Regions from separate parts of the Mus musculus genome. Here all the other regions are linked to region 3. Evidence: chromatin contacts called from public HiCAR-type and promoter capture Hi-C data. All regions are on one chromosome and are shown on one strand. The core of a region is the stretch at or near the end of the contact, and the rest is flanking DNA. Distances in the headings are between cores, read along the strand shown.

The links. Promoter capture Hi-C pulls out the DNA fragments that hold promoters and counts their contacts. HiCAR-type assays count read pairs that join an accessible place to other places.
Region 1: a HiCAR-type map of fibro-adipogenic progenitors shows a contact between it and region 3, with 6 times the contacts expected there. The contact joins the enhancer-like site here to the promoter of Igsf10 in region 3. A contact is called at or near these places in 6 of 39 promoter capture datasets (cranial neural crest, hippocampal neurons, liver and 3 more) and 1 of 115 datasets of contacts at active chromatin or transcription factors (fibro-adipogenic progenitors).
Region 2: a contact with region 3 is called in a promoter capture Hi-C map of stem cell-derived epiblast-like cells, with 5 times the contacts expected there. The contact joins the enhancer-like site here to the promoter of Igsf10 in region 3. A contact is called at or near these places in 7 of 39 promoter capture datasets (the 3T3-L1 cell line, the C10 cell line, hippocampal neurons and 3 more) and 1 of 115 datasets of contacts at active chromatin or transcription factors (microglia).
Region 4: a promoter capture Hi-C map of liver shows a contact between it and region 3, with 3 times the contacts expected there. The contact joins the promoter of Mbnl1 here to the promoter of Igsf10 in region 3. A contact is called at or near these places in 8 of 39 promoter capture datasets (cranial neural crest, frontonasal cranial neural crest, hippocampal neurons and 5 more) and 4 of 115 datasets of contacts at active chromatin or transcription factors (the NIH/3T3 cell line, astrocytes, embryonic limb bud and 1 more).

What each region holds. Positions count from the first base shown.
Region 1 is chr3:60,588,252-60,591,027 of GRCm38.p6, reverse strand. The region is part of intron 2 of Mbnl1 (muscleblind like splicing factor 1); the gene reads right to left. Among named protein-coding and RNA genes, the nearest start is that of Mbnl1, 88 kb to the right of the region's middle. Within about 2 kb of position 1,382, at least 51 of the 459 cell types and tissues checked have an H3K27ac peak or open chromatin away from gene starts, as enhancers often do. A contact at or near this core is called in fibro-adipogenic progenitors, where this site is marked.
Region 2 is chr3:60,461,059-60,463,856 of GRCm38.p6, reverse strand. No RefSeq gene overlaps it. Among named protein-coding and RNA genes, the nearest start is that of Mbnl1, 39 kb to the left of the region's middle. Within about 2 kb of position 1,291, at least 7 of the 459 cell types and tissues checked have an H3K27ac peak or open chromatin away from gene starts, as enhancers often do.
Region 3 is chr3:59,342,702-59,345,640 of GRCm38.p6, reverse strand. Igsf10 (immunoglobulin superfamily, member 10) reads left to right here and starts at 1,385. Exons shown (of 7, transcript NM_001162884.1): 1 at 1,385-1,951.
Region 4 is chr3:60,499,827-60,502,556 of GRCm38.p6, reverse strand. Mbnl1 (muscleblind like splicing factor 1) reads right to left here and starts at 1,378. Exons shown (of 10, transcript NM_020007.4): 1 at 1,134-1,378.

The sequences.
Region 1 (2,776 bases), core at 133-2,632, 1.2 Mb before region 3:
CACATATAAATGTTGTTGTGTGGGTTGGAGTACTACAGGATGTTTAGACTGTACCAGACTATCATGCCCAGCTGGGTACAGCAGTGGACATCATTAAGATAATTACCAGTTGAAAGACAAACACTGACTTATACCCACCCAGTGAAATATAATGGAGGCTTTATTAGTCAGTTAGGGATGCCATAAGAAAAATGTCACAGACTGGGTCATTTAAACAGAAATTAATTTTCTCAGCTTTAGAAGCTCAAAAACCAAGATGAAGGTCCTATCCTACCCAGTTTTCAGTCAGAACTCTCCTCATGGGTTCCTTTGTCTTTGCTTCCATATCAACAACTCCCTTAGTGTTCACAGAAACAGGAAGGAGAGAGGGCAGGAAGGAAAGGAGGAAGGGGGGAAATGGGGGATGTAGACAGAGACACTACCACTCTAACCTCACTTGTAATTCTTCTTGTCAGTGCACTGATTCTATTAGATTATGATTCTAGTCTTCTGCCGTGGTTAATCTTAGTTCTAGTCTTAAAAACCTCATTTACAAATCTACCATGAGATTAAGACTTTGGTCCATTTATTCTACATGTACAATAGCTGATATTCTAAAGAGAGCTCTATGCATTCTAAAAATGTTACCATTTTCAATGGAAAGGGTTATTCTGGAAATGTCCTCAAACATAAAGTATTAAGTTTATACTGAGCAACATGAAGTAAAAGGAGCATGCAGCTGACCAGTTATCCCTGCTAATTAAGTCAATTACTAAGAGCTGCACACTTTAAAAACCTTGAAAGCATGAATGAATGAGTTTCAATATTTACTTATTTTTCTTGCACAGTTCTGTAAACAGTCTGAATGTTAAGATATTTACTAGAAAAGAGTGATAGATAAATTATATCTCAACTTCTTACAGTTAGTTTACCATAGATACAAAATATGTATTCAACTGAAACAGAATGGACTGGGAATTCAGGCTTTCCTCTTTTCTGGTCCCATGACAAGTTCTTATTACACACACACACACACACACTCACAGCCAGTTAACTTTATAATTTATCATTACTTGAAGGAATACTGGCTCCATATAATAAGCCCTAAACTGTCTTCATCCATATCTAACTGGGTCACAAATGGGAGATTTTAGGTAACAGTTTCTAGCTACTTAAAGAGTCATTTATAGAACTCAATAGCTGTTCTAGGCAGTGTTTTGTAGAACATTCCTAAGGTTTGATGATGAAGATTCTTGTATATTAAAACCAATAGTGACATTTACAATATCCCAAAATACCCTCCCTGCTGACGCAGTATCAAGGCACTCCACCTCACTGGGATACTGTGACTTTCCCAGAGTGCTCAGGAGCCTGCATTGCACAACTCCATTAATCATCTTGGAAATGACCAAAGTGAAACTCTATACCTCTGCTTGGTGTTCTGAGTGCACAAGCTTTGGGTTGGCACCTTGGGGGGGGAGGGGGGAGGAAGTGAAACGGCAGCAAATCACAGACATTCTTGTGACAAAAATATCATGTCTCCCCCCAGCAGCTTTTGCTTATGAGAGATCACATACACATGCAGCTGTGACAGCAGGTTGCATCTGCACCGTCATCACCAGAAATCCAGATCTATTTAGAGCTGCCTCTGACAGGATGGCACACAAAGAAACAGTCTTGCTTTTCTCATAAACGTGTGGTCTCTATGCCACAGAATCCTAACAATATATAGACACTAGTGCTGTGGAGGCTTCACCAGCACCATCAACATTCCTGGTTCCATATACTGTGTGGGCTACAGAGATGGATCCAGTCTATACCCCTGAACCAAAGTGGAGTTTCTATGACCTTGTAAAGTCCAGTGACATTTGGTAGGTGCCAGGACCATTAAACAGTCCAACATGTGCTGGCTGCTTTTTTATGGCATCATAAAACTGGAAATGCCAGATCATTATATACACACACACATATATATATACATATATATATATATATATATATATATATATATATATATATATATGTACATATGTGTGTGTGTGTATTCAAATTGCTCCAATTATATTTTTCAGCACATAGACGATGGCCAAGCCATTTATGATGTTTTAGGGATTGCAAATCAAACCAGCTAATAATCAAAAGGCCCAGTGTTTACATAATAATCTTTGGTGGTGTCTTTGTAGGGCATGTTTTTCATCACTGTGACATTACAATGTGGATGATAACATGGAAGAAGTCAGGAGGTAACCTTAGGTAAAACATAGGCATGCTTCTATCTGGCTCTTAAAATTACTAAGGCAGCGTTTGCATACACATGCTAGCTCCTGGTCCACTTATTCAGGAAACCTCCAGCTTGTATCCTCCCCTCCCGACAGCACTGATCTAAAACCAAAAGATGCATCTTGTTATGATAAAGGAATATTTATTATTAATTATTAATACTTACTAAGCTTGCATGAGGCTTCTGTGTTAAGTGCTATGCTAAGCACATTATGGATGTTGACATGACAACTTAATGCTCCAGCATCAGTTATTCTACCTTTCTGTTACTTTGGGGAACCACAGAAGGTGTATTTTGACTGTTCATAAATACATCACTGAACCCCTGTCTACTCAGTGAGCTGGAGCTCCTAGACATTGTATTAGGATACACATTCATACCAATTGCATTAGACTTGTTTATCTTTAAGTATAAGTACCTAACCACTGACCTCTCAAAATAAAACTACAAATGGGACCAGCAAGAACAGGTCCTAACTAAATGAAGGATTCAACTATGGTGAGTTCTGCCAAAGGG
Region 2 (2,798 bases), core at 42-2,541, 1.1 Mb before region 3:
ACCTTTGACTGGTTCAACAACAATTGTATGATTCATGCCAACAAGAAAGATACAGTACTAGAAATCCATGCTCTTCTATTAGGAAACTCTGAGGAGCCATGGCAACAGGAGAACCAGGAAGAGAAAGAAGATTTGAAAATGAACTTTAAATAAACAGGTGACACGAATAACAACAAAGTATTTTATTTAAGCTAATAGTCTAACAGTGTAATGATATTTAACAATAATATAAAAATGTAATAATAGGTAGAAATACACAAAATCATGTTATTTCCACCTTTAAATATAAATTTAAACCACTTAAAATGATACCCAATGAAAACTTCAATATTCAGTCACACCAGCCTCATTTCAGTTGCCCAGTAGCATCAGGCAGCATTATTCTGCACTGTCATTTCTAGAGTATAACAGGAATCAGCTGGGAAAAGATGCAGGACAAATTTTGTTCCAGTGAAAGGATGCTAGGAGCTACAGCATCCTTAAAGGTTTGGGTTCCTTACTCGGGTTAGCAATGATGTCATTCCCTAGACTCCTGTTGTACACTTAAGGTTTTTATGGGCAACAAAGCTCACGCATTTAGAGAAGGGTAACCAGGAATCTCATCTTACATCCTCTATTGTTTTCTTTCTGACATGCTGCATGTTGCACCCACCATATCACTGAGCTACACCCCAGCTGGGCAATCTCATGCTGAGTAGGGGTCTCTCAATACCTTCTTTCTTTTGTCCATGTCAAGACTTGGAACATTCCTATCACTGGTATGTTATATGTAAATATATTAATTATTCATCCAAAAATTGCTGACCCAACCTGGATCCTCATCATTGTAGGATATCAAAAATTATGTTTGTATAATAGGACCATTAAATTAAAAATGCAAATAATATCCCTTTTAGTCTTATAACATATATAATATAAATATTATACATTAAAATAGCTTTCAATTTTTAATTTGGTATACTTAAATGTCTTTAAATTAAATTTTCTGATTGACACTTCATTTTTTATTTTTGTAAATATAAAATATTTTAAGAATGTAATATTTTTTATTCTGGAAATTTTGTTAAATTTTAATCAAATGCATATATAAATTCTAAGTCCTAGAATTGCTTTAGGAAATGAATTATACTTTAAAAAATTCAAATTTTTCTTCCCCACTTCTTTGCTAAGAACCACTTTTTTCCATAAAGGCATTTCAAATAACTGAGCAGATTTTTAGATAGTAAGTAAAATATTCCCCTCCTGCCAGCTGGATGAAGAGAGGTTTGCTATTTCTATAGTAAAACAACGACAAAAACCCTCATATGTATGCATAACAAATAATATACACAACACAGTAAGTAGTACGTACTGCAGACTAGGGATCAGGTCAAGAAAAAATAGGACCCAAAGGGAAGAGGTAGAAAATATTACTCTTACACTGAGAGGCTTATGCAATAGCCCTTAGTGGCAGCCACAGCAAGCCAGAGCCACAGTGAAATGTTGAGCTGCTTTCATAATCAGAGTTCCAGGACACAGAGGTGCCATTAGTGTGTGTGCATTTCCCATTAGTGTGTGCAATGCCATTAGTGTTAGAAGCTCTCATAGCATGATACATTAGCTTTAAGCGATTGCTTTTGTTTGTTTATTTGGAGCTGCGGTGAAATTTGCATTTGGAAAAAGGCAGATTCGCAGTAACACATTCTAAAATGATGTAGTATTTCTAAGTGGGGAAGTAGTTCTATGTTTATTGAAGGCAGATGTCTTTCTCAATTGTATTAACTATTTTTGACATTTGAGGACCAATTCTGACAGTAGCTGGTAAATATAGTCTACCATCTGGCCACTACAGACAGCCTTTGGACAGTCATTTTGACATACTGAAGAGCTTTACAATGTACTATTTTGTTGTAAAACATGAAGAAATGGAAGCTTAATGCATCCGTTTCTTCCCCAAAGCCAATTGCCAGCAGTCATACAGCTTTTAAAAAGCTTCTGAGACACCACTTCTGTTCTATAGTGACTGAAACTTCGCAAACTTATCAAAGCTTTAATTTATGGCACACGCCAAAGAACGTGATCCATCATTCTACACCCAACTAACTCAGAGGCTTCTGCAGTTTGCTTTTTTAACTGTCAGGATAATGTACTATGCCCTGTGGAAACCCATTTATGAAAGAATGTATGTGCAAATGCATAAATGTATACACAAGCAGTATACGTATATAAATATGTGTATCAAGCCATTTATTATATGTATACATCTATATTTAATCTATTTAGCTATATTATGTTTGGGAGCTGTAGAAAGAGATCATTATCAAACTTTGGAAATCCAAAGACAAACCTGTGAAGGCTAAAATTTATTGTTTATTTCAATTATCTGGGTATAATTACTACTCTATCTGGATATATATTCTTCCAGACACATCTATATTTATATCATCTATATCTGTATCTATACCTATCTATATGTCACCTAGATTAAAATTTTAAATTTGAGGTTTTTATTATTTTCTTTATTATATTATAGCAGAATCCTATGAACTGACTTCCTATTTTTTTGTTATTTATAGAGTGGAACACATAATATCTAAGGAGAGGGAAGTTTGGAAATAATTCAAATTCTTTTCATAGGGTAGGGTTTTAGCTCAGGTAGAGCATCTGTCTGTCACATACACAAGTCTGATTTTAATTCCAAGTACCAGACAACATTTTTCCCAACCACTTTAAACATTGAAATAGTAATATGTATTCCTTTATAGAACATCCCATAAAATGTATTCAGATTTTAATGTATACATATATGTTATTTATAA
Region 3 (2,939 bases), core at 136-2,635:
AGTGAAGTAATCCAGAGACTTAATGTATAATATGAGGACTGTATTTAATAATTCTATTTAAGATACACAGCAAACGAGTGTATCTTACTAACACACACACTTACATAGAGAGAATAAAGTGATAGATACGTTTGTTTTATCTTCATGTAGCTGATAATTTCATATTGTACACCTCAAACATAGATAACCAACAAAGAGGAAGAGGATAGGTGCCTCTCCCAGGGCGGAAGAGTACATTCGAAAGTCAGACACCATTGTGTAGATGTACCACATGGAGGAGCTAGAGAAAGTAGCCAAGGAGCTAAAGGGATCTGCAACCCTATAGGTGGAACAACATTATGAGCTAACCAGTACCCCGGAGCTCTTGACTCTAGCTGCATATATATCAAAAGATGGCCTAATCGGCCATCACTGGAAAGAGAGGCCCATTGGACTTGCAAACTTTATATGCCCCAGTACAGGGGAATACCAGGGCCAAAAAGGGGGAGTGGGTGGGCAGGGGAGTGGGGGTGGGTGGATATGGGGGACTTTTGGTATAGCATTGGAAATGTAAATGAGTTAAATACCTAATAAAAAATGGAAAAAAAAAAAAAAAAAAAAAAAAAAAGAAAGTCAGACACCTCACTTCACTGCTATCTCAACTTGCAAACAGAAGGGGAGTCACAAACCCAGGACAAACCACAGTGATTGAAGCGTCTTTGAATGTTATTGCTGTTGTTGTTACCACCATCATTAGCATATATTCATTGTGAAGACTTACGGGGTCTATGACATGTTTTTTTATTCAAGTATATCACATGCTGTCAGCATATTTGGCACCACTACCAGCCCCAGCCCCCTCTGCCCCGCCCCCAACACACACACACACACACACACACACACACACACACACACACACACACACACACACACACACCTTTACCTTCTCCTGGGCATCATCTGCTCACTCACCCACCCAAGCTTAATCCTTTTCCTTCCCTGCAATAGTACCTCTCCTATTTTTATGTCTAGGTTCCCCCTCCCCCTGTTAGGAGATGGGAGAGGTCACGAAAGGAAAGAATTTGTAGCCCCTGAGCCAGCCCGGGCCACAGAGCCTGCCACCAGACAGGAAAAGCCCAGGGCTTACCAGCACAGGAGGAGCAAACTCGCAGGCGAGCCTGGGTTGGCGCTGGTGGTCCCGGGTCGATGGCCCGCCCATTCCCAGAAGCCGAGGCTATAGCTGCGTCACCTGCCCCGCCCTCCTCCCGAGTGAAGACCCCTAGAGGCTGAGCAGACCCCAAAGGCGGTGCAATTCCATTGGCCCAAGGCAGAGGTGAGCGGCTGCTAATCCCCTCGGGAAGTGAAGGGACCCAGAGAGTCTGGTAGATGTGGGAGCTGGGGTTCAGGGCGAGACAGAGGGTGGGATGGGCAGAAGGGTCCAGGAAAAGGAAAGTACTGGAGGGGAGTTGGGACAAAAGCAGCGACCAAGGGAACATCGCTTCAGTGACTGAAGCCAGGCAAAAGGAGCGGGAAGGATTATATGTAGCCTGGGACGCTTTCATAAACACTGATGACGTGTTTGTGCAAAGCAAGCAATTTGAGGAGAAACGCCTGGGACGTCGGAAAGAAGGAGTGATCGATTAGTACTTGTAAGTTTAGGTGAGTTTGAGAACTAACTAACCTATACTATTGAGGGAGAAGGAAGAGCATTCCAGCAGCAGCAGCAGCAGCAGCAATCAGATAAAGGAAAGCTTTGGTTAGTTTGGAAATGTATGATACCATTAAAATAACAGAAGCGCCTCCAGTTCTCTGAAGAGTCAGTCCCCCAGCTAGTGAAGACTAAGCCTACTAAGCCTTTTGCTCCCGTTGGAAGCAAAGAACGTTCCTTCAATCAGGTGAAGGCTCTCCTCAGAAGATTTCCTGTCTCTGCTTATGTTACAAGAGGATTCAAAAGCAAGACAGAAGAGCTCAGGTATTGCCAACTCTTTTGTTAAATACAGTTTGAGGCTTAAGTGTACGGGAACTCATGTGGTATTCATTTACGGCTCTCTTCTCTTATAACTAACTCTTAAGGTGCATATAGTCTCTTCTGTTTCCCAGCTACCTTGTACCATCTTTGTTTATCTAATAATAGCAAGCTCATCTGCTTTTTAATCATCACGCAGAGAGTATTCAAAAATATTCAGTGATGTAACAGTGACAGTGTAGGCATAGAAGTAATCATTAGTAAATCTTAATTTGGGTTAAACTCATTCATAACAGCTCCAGGTTGGGAGGGATCACTGAGCCTTCGCCACGTGCGGGTTAAAGATATTTTCTAACAAGAGAAGCAGAATTCTTCCTTGGCCATGCTCCCCATCACTGTGTCAGTAAGCAGAGGGGTGTTTCCAAGCAGAGAAAGAGCAGACAGTGTTATGCCTGCAAAGTCAGAGACTCAGCCCTCCCAGCTGGTCAGTTTACTGTCCTCCCGGTCATTAGTTGGCTCTGAAAAGGCCCATGTGTCCTTATTGGCAAGGACTTGCAGACATGCTAGAAAGAAATTTGACCTTTTTTTCTAGTGGGTTATTACAGCTGTAAAAGTATTTTGGAAGGTTAAGCCAAATAAATAAAACACATATTAAATAATACAATGTTACAAAAATTGATCATATAAAGAAGTACATTCATAAATGCAATGTGAAAAATATATATAATTTTTATCTATTTACTGGTGCAAAGTTTTCTAAATTGCACATGTACTATTTTTATATTTATAAAAATATTTTTAAAATGTATATAAAAGTGTAAAAGGCTCTTGGTCAAACAAGAGAGTTAAATTTACAAACTTTAATTGTCCCGATAACATTATTATGATCTCTAATGACAGGGATCCTGCTTTTCATTGGGAAATGAGAAGCTATGAAGATATGTTTACAATAATAAGCCCATTTAGTGATAAAGTCCAATGGGAAGCTAGCACA
Region 4 (2,730 bases), core at 129-2,628, 1.2 Mb before region 3:
AAGCATGCTGCAGAAGACCTGCGTATCCAAAGGCCGTAATTATGACTTCCCTCTCCTTGAATTAATTTGTTTGTGAAATAGCTCAGAGTGTTGCAGACTTTATTAATCACTTGCTATGGTCTGTGCCTGTGCTGGTGGACACAGAAACCTAAAACAGTGGCAATAACCTTCCAGGCTGCTTCTAACTTTGTTTTTAATCCTGGGGATGCATACCGCACATAAACCCATCTTAGCAGCGTAATAGGCTTGTCTCAACACCCATGTAGCTGTAAAATGCTGTGGGCTAGCCAGGAAGGCTTCAGCTCCATTTATACATACATGCATGTGTGTGTGTGTATGTGTGTGTGTGTGTGTGTGTGTGTGTGTGTGTAATTTCTTTAAATCTCACGTTACATCCTCTAAAATCAAAGTATTCTCATATGGCACATTACTAACAACATCAGACTCGGTCTTTTTTTTGGGGGGGCGGGGGGAGGAGTGAGGAAAGGTTTCATATTTCTCTTGTTTTTATTTAAAAAACCAGTCCATATACTGACTACTTATCATGAAAGCTGTTCTACCAGCCTACTGTGGCTCCACCCGGAAAGCTCTATACTTACTTTTCTTACAGTTTTTGAGTGACGCACTACAAAACCACCAGAAAGGGAGGAAAAGCGGCAGCCCTCTCAAGCAGGGCGTCTTCCTCCCTGTAAACTTGGCAAAAAGCACACTGGACTGAAATACAGCACTCTCCATATAAGGCAGCCCAACTAAACATGTCATGCGTAATTTATGGGTGGCAAGCAGAGCATTAACCTCTGCGTGCACATACTTGGCCCACATGAAGCCGGTGCTGGGTGGCAGCCCCGGCAGAGGGATGCGGGCGCGGCCGGGACCCGCGCGACCAGTGGCCGCCCCCCGTCGACCCTGGCAGAGGTCACCGAGTTCACAGCACTCGGCCACGCACCTGCCCCGGCTCACCGGCCACTAGTCCTGTCCCGCGGCGCCCCACGGGGGCCCGCAGGGAGGCGCGGGACAGGGCCGGTAGCCGCAGCGCGCGATCGCGGTGCGGCCCGGGGACCCCCGAGCGCCACCCGAGGCCGCCGCAGCGCCGCCCGCAGCGCAGAACAATGCGCGGCCGCCCCGCCACTCACCTCTCACGTGGCCGTGCAGGCTGCCCGCCGGGGCCCCGACTGCCCGGGGCATTGTGGGATCGCGACTCCGGGATGCCCGCCACGGGAAAGGGAACTGGCCGGGTCCGGGTCACGGGAGCATGGCGAGCGCCCCGACTCGACGGGCTGCGGCGAGAGACTGTGGCATGTCGCCGTGCAGCCTCTTATCGCCGCGCGCCGGTTTCCGCCGCTGCGCGGCCCCTCCCCCGCGCCAGCCCCGCCAGGAAGGCGCGCGGACGCGCAGAGCTCCCACGCGCAGCCCCGGCCCCCGCCCGCCCGCCCGCTCGCTCGCCCGGGCCCGCGCCGCTCACCGCCGCTCCAGCTCCCGGGGCTCCGCGCCCAGCCCGCGAGGCCCGCAAGGTTAGACGGAAGGTTAGAGTTAGCTGCCCGGCCTGCAGCAGCAGAAGCAGCGCATCGCCTGGAACCTGGAAGGCGAAGGGCGGGAAAGAAGCTTGCACGGGTGTTGGTGGGTATCTTTCTCAGCACTCACAGTTTTGGAGTTCTGCGAGAAAACTGATCGTCACCCAAACACAAACCCAGGCCACCTTCCTGTCCTATCGGCAAATAAAACTTGCAGTTTAAAGGCTCCCTTACTTCCAACTCTGCAGTGTGGTGTACAGAAAGCAAGCAGGGCTCCCTCTTTTAAAATAAAATAACATCTTAGGCGCTGCAGAGGTACTCCCACGCAAACAAGCCCTGGGCAACTGCCCGCCTGAGCAAATGAAACACCAGCTCCTAGTTCATTAGCTGCTGTCCTGTAACTTGGCTTTGAAAGAAAAGAATTCTGGGCTTCTGAGAAGAGATAAAGTTTGAAGATCTGCGGACGGGATTTCCAGTGAATTTCAAGGAATTCTGATAACTTCGTCAGGGATGATTTTTAACTATAAAAACGTTTGTTTCATGGTTTGAACATGAGTTGAGGTGAGTGAATGCAAACTGGATTTCTCCCTCCCTGTTTCTGTTGAGTGGGTCAGGCACACTCTCCTAGGCGGAGTAAATAAATAAATAAATAAATAAAGTACTCCACTAGTTTGCAGAGGTACTAGTAACAGATCTTGATCCTCTGCTGGTCCATGAAACACGGACTTGCTGCTTACTGATCCCTTCCTGAAATAATTAATTAATTAACTAGTACCACTTCTCAGTGTTAATTATTAAAAGTTCCCAAGTCCCCAACAATGGAAACAAAGTAGAATGACAGTAGCATTTTCTCAGAGAACAGAGACAGGGAGTTTCTAACTGACAATTAGTAACCACCAGCGCCTGAGGACTTTCTCAGCATTCATTCCAGCAACTGGATGGAATGTGAGCTATGGCAGAAGTAGTTAAGTATAGGTAGGATGGAGGTAAGTGCAGGAGGATGGAGTACACGGATTGTACTTTTTGGAGCAGCATGGTAGAAAAGAGCACCAGCCAGCTGGTGCTAAGATGGTAGGCAAATATCCAAAATGCCCTTGAGAAAAGGAGGGAAGGCTCCCTGGAGGAACTTATGCAAGCAGCGCCTTGAAGGATGTGCAGAAGTTGCTAAGATAAAAAGAGAGTTGCCTGGATAGGCTAGCTGGCTAGGGAGATGACTCCT